Regions from separate parts of the Xenopus tropicalis genome. Here region 1 is linked to region 2. The links are chromatin contacts, called in public Hi-C maps. All regions are on one chromosome and are shown on one strand. The core of a region is the stretch at or near the end of the contact, and the rest is flanking DNA. Distances in the headings are between cores, read along the strand shown.

Evidence for each region. Hi-C and Micro-C count contacts between places; a contact is called where the count stands out from the background.
Region 1: a Hi-C map of liver shows a contact between it and region 2, with 4 times the contacts expected there. The contact joins the enhancer-like site here to the promoter of bahcc1 in region 2. A contact is called at or near these places in 2 of 5 Hi-C or Micro-C datasets (liver and tailbud embryo).

Annotation. Positions count from the first base shown.
Region 1 is chr10:28,591,686-28,598,031 of UCB_Xtro_10.0, forward strand. No RefSeq gene overlaps it. Among named protein-coding and RNA genes, the nearest start is that of actg1, 36 kb to the right of the region's middle. Within about 2 kb of position 2,761, at least 7 of the 11 cell types and tissues checked have an H3K27ac peak or open chromatin away from gene starts, as enhancers often do. A contact at or near this core is called in liver, where this site is marked.
Region 2 is chr10:28,472,331-28,479,591 of UCB_Xtro_10.0, forward strand. It overlaps bahcc1 (BAH and coiled-coil domain-containing protein 1), which reads left to right and starts at 1,568. Exons shown (of 28, transcript XM_004916357.4): 1 at 1,568-1,982.

The sequences.
Region 1 (6,346 bases), core at 1,511-4,010, 120 kb after region 2:
ACATTTTCATGCTTTAGGCACATGTTCAAAAGACAATGGAATAAAATACTGCAATTAGAACACACAAATATGCACTTAGTTGCATTTAAAAAAAACTCATATAAGTGCAATATGTGTTGTTTTTTTTTCGCATCCGTTTGTAAATGCATAAAAAAGCCTGTGTGTAAATTTGCATCACTAGGTATAGATATTTAACTATTCTTTATTTATATAGCACCAATATATTCTGGGGCTTACAGTCTAAGGTCATTATTACATTCACTTAACACCTTGTGCCTAGGGTCTTTTTTTAATCACTAGCCAGTTAATGTGTCCATGGTATTTGAAGTGGCTCCTTGTATATCAGGTGCAGAGGGGCCCACACAACCCCCACAGGCCCATCTTACAGCAGCCCCTCTGGCATTTGCCAGAATCCACAGATTGCCAGTCTGGCCCGTGTCTACATTTCTGGATTGTGGGAGGAAATTGGAGCACCCACATAAACCCACCTGAATGGAACCTAGGACCCCTGCACAGCAGTGCCTAGCAAGGCAATAATGCTACCCACCACATTTCATCAGTACAGTTTTAAAGAAATGGTATGACGGATTCTGTGGAGCGGAACCAGTGCAACTAATTCAGATTATACACATTCAGTATCACTGAATCCAGACTTGTTTAGCAGTGCTTGTACAATATACACAAACACATAACAGCATAGAGTAGGGTTGCCATTGGGCCAACATATTACTAGCTGGTAAAAAAATGAGCCATTGTTATTAAAGTTGTTAATAGGAGAGAAAGACTAAAGGGATAGGAAGGTACTGTCTGCCAGAAGAGGTGGCAACCCAATGTACTGCTACTGGTCCAGAGCAAATGCTCCAACAGGATGTTGTTCTGGTTTTAAAATAATTCCAGGCAGCAACTGTTTTTGTGAGGTTTACAGAAGGCAGGAAACAGGAAATCTATTTGGGGCCGCATTGAAGATTAAGATTCAGGGAGAGCATGTTTTTGTGCATCAGTCTCCCAGTATGTGTCACGGTGCCATCTTTCATGTCCCAGGATGGGTTTATAGCATTGGCTGTGAGCACACAGCTGGGATGTGGCTAAAGGTCTAGGGCAATGTTCCCTCTTGGTCTTGCCTTCTTAGTTGTGTGCGCAAAAAATGTATTTTGTGTGCATTTTTTAAAGCTGAGTAGCAAGTAAATATAAGTACAAAATTATAGTCTTTACAAAAAATTATTTGTGCACACCACAAAAACTTTATGTACAAGCACACAGCCTTGAGGGGCAGTAGTCTACAGGCCCTGGAGCAAAATTTGGTGCAGATCCCCCTCCTGGTCAGCAGTGATCACTAGTTTCCTAATAAAGAAAAACTGTGTTTTTCCCATTATTGTTTTTTCTTTTCCTGTGTGTTATACTGGTTTGTCAGAGGGCTGCGGACAAGTATGTGATTTAAATGTATGGTTAATTTAGGGATAACATGTCTTGGGCTCAACTGGGCCTGTTTGAAATGTCCACACTTGCAGCTGGGCCAATCCATGGGTGGGCTGGACTGTATCTGTGATGGACAAGAAACAAAAGGCAGTAGCATAAGGGGTGCAGCCAAGTGCTGGAGCCCACTGCATAGGGAACATGGCTGTGCTGGCCAGTGCAACTGCTAATTATCTGCCCAAGACCATCATAGTGTCACACAGGGCCAGTGCAGGGGGAGGGGGGCTTACAAACACCAGCTCGTAATAGCATTGGCATCAAGCAACCTTTTTACTGGCCTGGTTAGTAAAATACCAGGCAGCTGGCAAACCTACACCTACTAGAAATGGCTTGTGAACACCGGAGCTGCCCTGCACCACCTCTATTGTCAATATTATCCGACATATCACCTTGTAGCACAAAGAGAGATGGGGCAAAAAAAAAAAAATATATATATATACAGTATATCTCCAGCATGGGGAGCCAGCACTCACATAACACTGGAATACTTTGCCTGGGTGCAGTCGCCAAAGATTTGAAAATGAATAAATTCCAATGTTTAGGTACTGCTTACACAGGACTTAGAATTCTTTTGAATGATGTATATATATATATATATAGTCAATATTTTTGCTATATACATATGGGACATCCATCCTGCATTTCTCCAAATCGTCAAATGTTGTTCAGATGTCTGGGGGATGCTGGGAACAACAATAGCTGGAGATTGCAGGTTACATATTCCTGGTTTACTGTACTGTTACTGTAATTCCTCTGCTAAGTCTTACTGCATTGCCAGAATCCCCTCCTTCTAACTTTCAGTCCTGTATATACAATAATTAAATTTAAAAAAAAAATACAGTAATAGAAATGTTATTTTATATATAGATTTAATGACTGCATATAAATCATTTGTGCTGAATTATACCACACTCTGTTTAACTTTTGTTCAAAATAACATCCAGGTTTGTAGCCTAGGAATAGTGCAATTACTCAGGGCACCTCAGTAACGCAGACAGAACAGACAGGATTATTCCTGGTTAGAGGAGCTTGCAATCTAAGCCCTCTGCAGATCACAGTCTGATACTGGAATATAAAAGCGACTGCCTGTGCCTGTTGGTAGAGCCCATATCTTTCCCCAAAGAGAACAGTTAACAATAGCATGCCAGGAAGAACAAAGGGGAAAGTTCCAACCAATAAATGGCCAGAACTGCCATTTCACAAAATGCAATAGGCTTGAGAAGGAGCCAATGGCAAAACGGTGTTTTCTGACTGTCAAAAACACGTGGGAAGAGATGATTAGAAGCTTGTATTTATTGGCTGGCTGGATCCCTCCTCCCCACACATCTCTCTGTCTGCATCTTACTAACACCCTGAGCTGCTCCCAGGCCTCCTCCCTGGCCAGTCTGCTCTTAACTCCTTGTGTGCCTATGTGACCTGCAGCAACTAATGCTATCATCCTTGATTTATAAAGAAAGTAGGGATCGGGCAAAATGAGCTTTCAGGACGCATACATATTATATAATAAATGTAATAACAGAGGGCCTTCCTTTCAAAATCTTACGTTACAAAGGCTCATTCTAAAGATTCCAGCACTGTTTCCATGCTTCCGTTTAACCCAGTGCGGGGGCAACAGATGGTAGAAAAGCACAATCTAGGTGGCTCCCAGTTGCACACAGTTAAATACAGTACAATGCTAACCTCTTCAGGGCCTGTAGGGAAGTGCTGCTTCTGTATGAATTAACTTTCATTCTCACCAGAGCACTTAAAAAGGGTTAAAATAAAGAATATGCCACTTCTTCTTGGTCATTGTACTGATAATAATATCAGCAATTATTAAGTATGTGTCAGGCCATCACAGATTGTATGTATAGGTGGCCATACACTGGGCAATAAAAGCTGCCAGGTTGGTCCCTCCAGAGTGTGTCAGCAGTTTATTGATAAGTCGGATATATATCAGTTTGGAAAAACCATCCGCTAGGAGTGCATTGGTGTGTACGCAGTCCTCAACTGAGGGGTCTCCGTGGCCCTATGGCCAGATATCAGATCAGCCTGATGTGGCCCAGAAAGTGGCCTAATCAGGCCCAAATCCATTATTTTGGTGACCTTACTATATGTAGTAACTCATATCAACCAATGAGTTCAGTTATCTTTTGCTGATGCAATGTAGTTGCTATAATGAAAGAGCATCTGATTGGATACTAGGAAGTTATGGAATGTTCGATTAAGACATCATAATAGTTCAGTCCCTATGAAGATGCCTGGAGTGAAAAAGTAAAACCAGTGTTTGATTGTGACCAGGGTGCAATGTTTCTTCTTGCTGTGTTTACTTGAGTTTCCACCAGGGGCTCCAGCTTTCTCCAATGTCCAAAAACACACTGCTAGATTAATTCAATTCTGATGAAATTCCCCATAATTTGTACATGTAGCAGGGAAATTAGACTGTAAGATCCCCAGGGATTGGACTGATGTGAATAACAGAGTATCCTCTAATGGAAACATATTGGCATACATGAATAAAGTAAAAATGATTCTTCATGCCAATGTTATTAATAGGGAAGAAGGTTAAAAATATAGAAAGGCTGGTGTTTTGGTCTTTTTGCAAAGCGGTTTTCCTGTGACTTCTGTCATGTGTCATAATAGTGACAATGGACAGTGTATAGCATACGGGCACAAACAGCATATTAATCTATATATGTATGTAACATGTATGTAACCGAGCACCAACTGGAGGGCTGCAGCCAAGTTCCCTTGCATAGCTGGGCCTAAACCTACTGCCGAGCTAATTTGTAATGGTCTTCAAGCTATTTGTATATAATATTGCTAATACAGCGTTTGTCTGTGCTTTTCTATTCTTTTCCCTGGTGACTTTTGAAACAATGTAACACAAGTGAGCAGACTGACAGACCTGTCTTGCTGGAGGAGACTGATCTCTGTGCAACATTGTCAAGCGCTGCTCTCAATAGCAATTACATTTACAAATAACTTGTAAATCACTAAAACATTTTTAATATTTTCATATTGGAAAGTTGCGTAGAATTATATTTTCATTTATTAAGCAAAGCCTTATTTTTGGGTTGACATTAATACAAGATTAAACCATTTTAAATATTCCATATCTATAGTTCTGGTGTTTCAGGTACATTATGATAGATATTTTTACTGTGTAACATGTATTATCAGGTTCGGACTGGGCCACCGGGAAAAAACCTGGTTGGGCCCCGGCTGCCCAGATCCCATCCCTTTTACCGCTCCCCCGGCCGCCAGCGTCTTCCCCTGATGCGTTGTCAGGATGTCGGGCGGGTGGCAGGGATGGGGGTCCCTGCAGGGGGTAAGGGGGGCGCGGCCAGAGGGGCACCTTGGGTGGTGAGGGACCCAAGAGGCGGCACCCCCCCAATATTATCATACATAGGTAATGCAAAATCATCAAGCAAATACATTTAAGGCACAATTATAGATAGCATGCAAAGACAGTGTTATTATAGATTTAATTTCTGGTGTCAGTATCTCTTTAAGTAGCACAGATTCATGTGGATGTGACAGTGACCCCACAGGGAAGCAGCTCGTAATTGTATTACAGTAAAAAGCTATGTCCTTGCATCTGATGTACTTAGCCAGGAATGCACTAACATTTTGAATAAGTAAGATGCAAATGCTATTCATATTATATATTTATATAACCTTGGGGCTGAGGCAATGTAAAATAAAATGGGGATTACTCTGGGTTAGGGTGCCTTCTAATAACCTTTCATTTAGATGATTCATTTATATGTATTTTGAAAACCTCCAAATGTATTTAGGTGTTTGTATATATAATGCTATATACAGTATAATGTAAGGGTTTCATCTTTATTATTCCAGTTTCTTTTAACTCACCAATTGTGTGAATTCCCCCTATAGCTGCTCTGTGTGGGTGACCAGTGTGTTCCCCCATGGGAAAATCAGTAGCCTACATTCCCATTACTTGCTTTGAGCAGCAGCTTTATGCCTTGTCAGTATGTATGTATGTATACAGTATATGTATAACTTTATTTATAAAGCGCCACAAGGGTACGCAGCAGGGCCGGAACTAGGGGTAGGCAGAAGAGGCAGCTGCCTAGGGCGCAATGATTGGGGGGCGCCAGGCAGCCTCTCCTGCCTACCCCTAGTCTGCGATCCACACATCGCTCTCAAACTGCGCGCGAAACAAAACGGGGTGCACGATTCTCAAACTGCGCATGCGCGCCAAACAAAAGGGTAGGGGGGGTGCGCGATTCTCAAACTGCGCATGCGCGTCAAACCAAAAGGGGTGGGGGTGGCTTGCGCGATGCAGGGGCGAGGCGGCCGACCGGGTAGCCTAGGGCGCCCGGTTGGCTCAGCCCGCCCCTGGTACAATCTTACAAAATTACACACAGGGAGGACAAGTGTTATAATAAATAAATACAATAAATATATATAAATGCACAGGGAATAAGTGCCATGTTGTATGAGACACAGTAGGAAGGAGGTCCCTGCCCCGTAGAGCTTACAATCTAAGGTATGTTTCTCATACTACCCATAAGTCCCCGCAGTGGTTTCTGTGCACTTAAATTTATTCCAATTAAACCCTTAAACTGGGTGTCTTGGGCCACTCTAGTCAATGTGAATAGAATGCAGAAACATAGAATCTATATAGAGATTCTAGTCCATCTTATTTTGTTCATCTGTATCAGCCACTGTGCTCCCCGTGTCTTGCAAGAGAACTCACGCTTTCTGCATTTAGATCCACAGTGTTTCTTGCTCTGTGTAATTAGTTGTGCAGTAAAATGATCATATTATTTCCTGATATCAATTGTTATATGTTTGGTGTTATGATATCCTCCAATGAGGGCACATGATCATCTCATACCAGATCCCACGTGATTGGCTTTCTTTT
Region 2 (7,261 bases), core at 318-2,817:
CAATTTTTTGTATCACGCTTTTTAAGGCCTGAAAATCGTATTTTGATGAATGTGCCCCATATTGTTTATCAACTGATATTTTCAGTACCACCTCCCTTCTGCTGCCATTGCCTCCATGTTGCATCTTATTGGCCCATGTATAGGGCCCTTGGAAGGTCTTGTCTGATCAATATCTGGCAGAGCAGACCATCATGCAGGTTTGAAATCCCTTGAGGTAACGGTGATATATGTATGTATATATATCTTTATTTATAACGCACTACATATGTACCCAGCGCTTTATAGAATAAATTAAAATATACAACAAGGGTTTATTAAAAAACTAAATAAAAGATAAATACAAAGTATAATAATAAATACAAATAGCTACAAAGTACAGTTGCAATAAGTCAAGAATCAAAGAGACAAGAGAATGAAGGTCCCTGTCCCATAGAGCTTACAATCTACCTTTTCCAACAGGTCTCCATTGGACCTTATTATAAGCTGATCATTTGCCCAGAAACCAAACTATCATTGTATTTATTCCACCATGTTGGTGGCCATTTAGTTGAAGATCTAAGTAGAGCTTACCCATGTATGCCCACATTAAAGAGACTTTAGGGGTAGGGCTGCATAAGGGCTCTGCGCAGCAGGTATCGTTACAGCAAAATAAAATCATACAAGGGGGGGCGCACCAATGTAGTAAGCGCATTCATACACCGCAAAGGGACTAAAATCTGAATTTGATTTCCTTGGCTGAGGTGTCACGGATTGAATGGTCCCTTAGAGTGGCCATTTTGCGCCCGGAGAGGCCAAGTCCGAGTAGGAACACTAGCGCCTATACACGCTAATAGCGCTACTCTTGCCTCCCGGCGCTGACTGTGTGGGGAAAAGCTGCGCATCTCACTATACGTGGCACTAAATAGACTTGAGTGAGGCCGGGGGCGGTACCATACACGTCACTGCCCGGGGCGGTGCCTGGCAGGCATGGTGGACAATAGGAGCCCCGGGAGTGGGGAAGGGAATTGCACACGGCTCCTTTAAGAGAAGTCTCTGCCTGGGCGCCGGGCACCGGACTTTGGGGAGGCGGATAAAGGCGACGGACAGAGGCCGACCGAGAGCTCCCGGTGCACGGAGGGCGCAATGCCCGGAGGAAACTGGCGGGGACTGACTGCCGACTTCCTGCAGGGCCTTAGGGCCAAATGCTCCTTTCCCTCCCGGGCTGCTCTCCCCAGCCCCACAGCTTCACTACTACCCGGGAAATCCTGCTGGGATCCGGCATGTTTGGGGGTGGGGGGTGGGCGGGCAGCTTTCTCTCCCTCCCTGGGAAATATATGTAATAAAGGTAAGTGATGAAAGGAATAAAAATGCTCTGTTTTGCCTTAAAGCCCCATTTGTGTATTTGTTAGGGGAGCGCTGGGTGTACATTCCGGCTGGGGGAGGGGGAAGGGCAGTGGTGCAGCAAGGAACAATAGGGCCGCTTTAACCCCTGCGAGACCGGCGAGTGCGGGGCTTGGCACCCATTGGGTTAAATCGGAAGGGGAGAAACAACATTTAAATGTCTGGTTGGGGGGAAGGAGATTAAATTTCGCGTCTCTCTCATCAATTTTCTGTTTAATGTCACTGGGACTCCATTGTGGGAGAGGAGAAACGTCACACAGCCATAAATTTGTGATTATCCAGCTACCAGCAGCCTGGCCTTTAATTCATTGGATTTGCTCCAGGCAGCTAGGGACCCAAGAGCCGGAGCCCTCAAATCCTATTTATTAGAATCACCATAATAATAATATCGATAAGTGAGAACCCTGCACAAAGGATCTGTACAGTGACCGCGCAGTCCAAATAGGAGCCAGCAGCAAGTAACTTCCCCTTTCCCAAGAGCAATAAAAGCACCAAGTGAGGGATCTGCTAGAACAGGGAATTATTCCTCCACCCTGCTCTGTGCTGCCTGAGCTCCATTCTCCCTGGGATTGCATAGAAATGAGCCAGGACATCACTCCTAGGTACGTCTACTTTGCCTGGATATTTCCTTTTAATTCCTTCTTGTAAACGGTTATACATTTTGTTAGATCTTACGCACGAAAAAACAACATTATACAAATATACTCGTTATACATTTCCATTTTTATACTTGATAAATAGCGAAATCACTTTAGAAACTGCCATATTCTCAACTATATGGGCAAATAACAAATTCACATTCGAATGAATGTAACCTATTAGCCACATTGTACAGTGAATTGGAATAACGCGTTGATACATTTGGCATGGACCTACATTTAACAACACGTTTCTCTACTTATAAAAAGGCTGAAAGGAAATTATTTTAATTACGCTATCTATATTTAGAAACCGTTTTATAATAAAGTGCTCGTCTAGAAATACAATTTGTAGATTTTCATATATTTACATTTTGCTCGCAATATTTCGGTTTGCGTTTATTTATTACAAGTTTAGACATTTTTAATTTTCATTAGAAATGGCGACTGTAGTTTAATAGTCGTTAGTTTGTGTATCGATCTGATAGCGCAATACATGTATATATGATAGTTTCTAAAATGTATCTGTTTTGTTTCACATTGATTTAATTTATATCTTACAAACACAGCGGTTTATAATTGTGAGGGTTCCGCTTTTAGCGCAGGGACGGGCAGAGATTTACTTCAGACGGTTTAAAGCAAAGCCAAAGCGTTGTTTTAATGCAAAATAAAATAGAACAATGGTAAGGAACGGCTTCCTCCGTTCCTTCTCTATTTTGAATGAAGATTTTTCTGTGAAACCAATTAATCAACACAAACAAGACCAGTTATTTTCGCCCGCATTGATTGTCTACATTTATATGCAGAGTCGAAATTATATTGCTTTTGCAGAAAATAAAATAGATTTTTGCTTTAACGATTTTTAATTAAAGACATTGACTTTTCACTTAACAAAGGAGTCACAAGTGAGGATTCTATAGAACTAATCTGCAGCGTCATTTTGAGGAGAATTTAACTCATTTTTGCACCAAATTCACAGCTAATTATACATAGGATTTAGCACAATAAATCGTATTTCTAGGCAGGCGCCTTCCTTTTTTTTTTTTTTTTTTTCTAAATACTATTGTTGAGACATAAAAACAGCTGTAAAATAACGAAATTGGGGGAGGGGTTATAAATCCGTGGTTTTACAATTTTAGTTTACGTTCGTTTTCAGGCATTTTAATGTAAGTGATCGGGTTAGATGCCAGGAAACTAAAAATGGATTCCTATTGCTTTAGGAGTGTGGGTCTTCAACTATAATTTATTTTTTCCTTTATCAATTACTGCACTACATGTATTGTTTAGCGTTAGGTTATGACGATGTAGATGTTTAAAATATGTATATTCCTTTACAAGTCATATCTTTGTAATATTCGTTCAAATATTGTGAAAGAAGGAAGAGTAGGCGTTTGCTTTCGGTTTGGCTTTAACCCTCTTCAAGCGATCCCCTCCCACCATTCTGTTGGTTGGGATTATATTTTTGGTATTGGGGTGCAGTGCTTTAATTCCAACAAAAATAGCCTTGTTCCTCCCTGCCATAGAATTCAACATTTGTCTCATCTGTGGGCAGAACATGGTGTATTTGGGGGGGTTCTTTTGCAAACCCTTTTTTTTTTCTTATCTTTTTTTTGGGGGGGGGGGGGGGAGCAGCACAGAGTGGCTTCCACCATGTTCTCTCTTTACGCCATTCTTGTTCAATGTTTTTTTAATAATGGGAAACCTATATTTTATTATTTAAGGGCCAACATATTCTGCAACGATGAACAATGAAATTGCCTGTACAGCATTGTATATAAATACTGCCTGGTACAGGGGGTAGAGAGAGGCCTTCTTATGGAGCTTCATGAACAGAGATTTCTGCGGGTCCTTTGCCAGTACCCTAGGGTTCTTTTTTACTTCTATCAGCATTGCACCCTGTTCTCTTTCTTGTCTGATCTCCTAGAGATTGGCTACAGAACTGAATTTCCTTCATTTGTAGTCAGGTTACTGTGCATTGATGAACACCCAGGCCTTTAGTAATGATTATTTGTAGCCATTTCCTGGTTTGTTTGGTTTATTTTTTTGCATCTCTACATTTTTTTCCAATATTTCTCAGCTCACTCCTCTTATAAGAAACAAATCCTTTTAGGCTTTATTTTTTTTTCTTGTTTTGGGTAAAGGCACCTCCAGTCTCATCCTGTTGATTGGAACACCTGACTCCAATTAGCTTTTTGAGAAGTCATTAGCCAGAAAGGGTCACATACTTTTTCCAACCTGGACTGTGAATGTTTAAACAGTGTGTTTAGTATTGACAAGAAGTACAATTGTTTGGGGGTTATTAGTTTAGTCAGATGTGTTATCAGTTATTGTGAATTGGTTATAAATTAGACTTAGTTTCTGGAGTAATTAATACAGAAACCCAGATCCATAATTTTATATACAGTAGTACCCTATTTTGATATATGCACTTAGGACTTGCACACAGGCCACACATTTTTTTAGAGGCATGCTCTTATATGTTCAGTATATATAATAAATAAAATATGGAAGAATATAAGTAAAGGTTTTTTTTAAGATTGGATGGCTCAGCATGCACAATGTGCTGTTTCTATTTAATTATATTTTATATAATAAATGTGATTAATAGATTTTTTTCAAGAGAGGAAAAAATCAGATTTAGTGGTAATACAACACACATACCACAGCCATTTTTGTGGCTTAATTTTGTGTCCCAAGCAGTGTAAGTGTAATAATGATGTTATCTTGCCATTTGCAGAATATTAAAGACTGGCACATTATATTAGCACATGTTACTTCTGCTTTGTACACTAATATATGAAAAAAAAAAGGCAGCAAACTGACAACTTCAATATTAATTATAAAAGCCTGAAGTTAGTCATCTTGCAGTTGAGACTGGGCCTGTTTGGCAGTGGTGCAGAATAAAATGGGTGCAAGGGGTGGTGATATTTGTGCAGGAAGCCCCAGATTTGCTAAATAATGATAAATGTAATGAAGTGATAGACAAAAAAATTATTAATTCTAGAATAAATCCAAGTTTGTCCATATTAATATAATTACTTTGACCCAGTCCCTATTCTCTAAGCTTAAAACCTTAAGGCTAAGTCAGGCCTGTGGCTATTTTTACTATAGGTTGATATTTTAATGTTTAAAAAAAAAAAAGAGATCAACTCCCAGTTTGTAATCTGCTCCTGATGCTTTATTTCAGGATTATTAGCACAGTCATTTAAAATCAAGGAAGGCAATTCATTGTGAGTATGGAAATATAAAATAAAACATTAAAAAAAAAAACATTAAATGTATTTTTTTTGTGTTAATATCACTTAAATTTTTTTTTTATCTTAGGAAATAATAGCAGAATTTCTCTCTGAACGTGATATTCTAAGTAATATTAACACCAAAAAGTTCAGTGCATTGAGTATTATTAAACCTTAGGTAATTACTGGGTTTTAAGTGTAAAAGGAACATAGTTTTACTGAAAAAATTGTTACATTAAGAAGGAACCAAATGCATTTTTTTTTTATATTTTCACTGTTACCCCAATATTTTTTAAATTCTAATACTGTTAAATGAACTTATTTGCACTGAAAATATGAACTGACAAATTATTTATTAGTGAACTGGTTCATATTTTGGCATTTTTAAGATATGTTATAATTCAGCCTTACAACGCTTAGGGCTAGTTTTCTGGTTCTGTCTGGACCAATGACTGGTCCGGATGGCACTGGATGGCAGTGTTATTCCTGGGCTACAGGAGTCGGATCCCGTATCTCTCAGGCCTGCTCCCCTCTCTGTGCCTGAGCCCAAGGCAGTGGCCGGGCCTGTAGAGAGGGAACAAGTCTTTCCAGTAGAGAAAGCGGTGTATGCCGCTCATCCATCACTGAGCTGTCCGTGATCCCAAACATCAGCAGCGCTCAATAGCATTGATCTGCCCAAAGTCCGTGTTTGCGCTGATAATTAATAACTAACAAGCCCGGCCCGTAATAAACACTTTAGCCGGGCGCACACGTCTCCCTGCTACAATGCACCGTGGGGACAATGGGCTCTTTTCATTCCTTGCTCTGTCACATCCAACATGGGCTGCGGAGAGAAAGGGGTTAAACGCTTTCCTGATCGCCAAGAGGGACCCATGGGACTGGGATCCCTTTGTATATTTAAATATGTCATTGCTGTTGCGGGTGATTGTCTCTTGCAAGGCCTGAGTATAAATAGACAGTACTATCGGCCAGCGATTGGCACTTCAGATACAGGATATACATTTAAACATTCATGTATCCCCCCCCTTTCCCTTTGCGCAGCCCTTGTCCCTTGTAATTTCAGTGAGCGCAGCTTTTGTAAATGGGAGGAATATGTGAGAGCGCAAGGAGCTGCCTGTGCCCTGAGTTACCTCCCACACCTGGCACTAAAGTCCCGCTTATCTCCACATGTTCCAGATCGGCCCCCAATCCCCACGCTTTCTCCTATAGCAGGAGCTGAGGCGAATATTGATATAGGGAGAATTCCATACACTAGAGCCATTGTTTCCCACTATCTCCGGCTGGGACTCCGGGCACCCACAACTCTCTCTCACGCAATTTATGCGCCAGGGACTGGGGGACACCTAACGCTCATCTTACCCTACTCCAATTATTGAATTACCTTGTCAGAATTATTACTATTTTAACGGTTTTATTAATTCTATGAGTGCTAGCCGCAGAGGCCCAATGAAAGGGAGGTTAATGTGAGACAGATGGGGAGCCCTCACACAGAACGGGGGACTGAGTTAAAGGCAAAGCACAAGGGCAGATTCCCTGCACAAGTATCCAACCCAGATACACAATACGCTGTGGGTTGGTTTTTTTTAACTCTTTCTGCTAGAATTTTATGCTGCGTTATTTGCACAGTCATAGATAAAAAGAACAGCATTCCCCCTATGTGCTTTATCCCTACATATCTAAGCTTTGGGCCCAGGGTCGAAGGCAGATCTGCGTGAGAACTGGCTTTGTTTTTAGGCTCCCAGGCAAAGCCAGTCACCGGCCGAATTGGGAACTGATAAAGCTCCCTGCTCAGGCCAAAACGTTGGCACAGTCAATTACCCAATGAGTAGAAAAAGAATATAGGTACTTAGACTCGTGTAGCGATTAAATGTAAGTCAGGGCGTTTTATTAGTGTTGAGGGCATCTTTGTAGACATGTGTGGCAAATCTATCTATGCACACATTGTGTAATTGTGCCACCTCATCTTCGTGTTGAAATAAGTGAGTGCTTCCTCTTAAGTAATTCTGT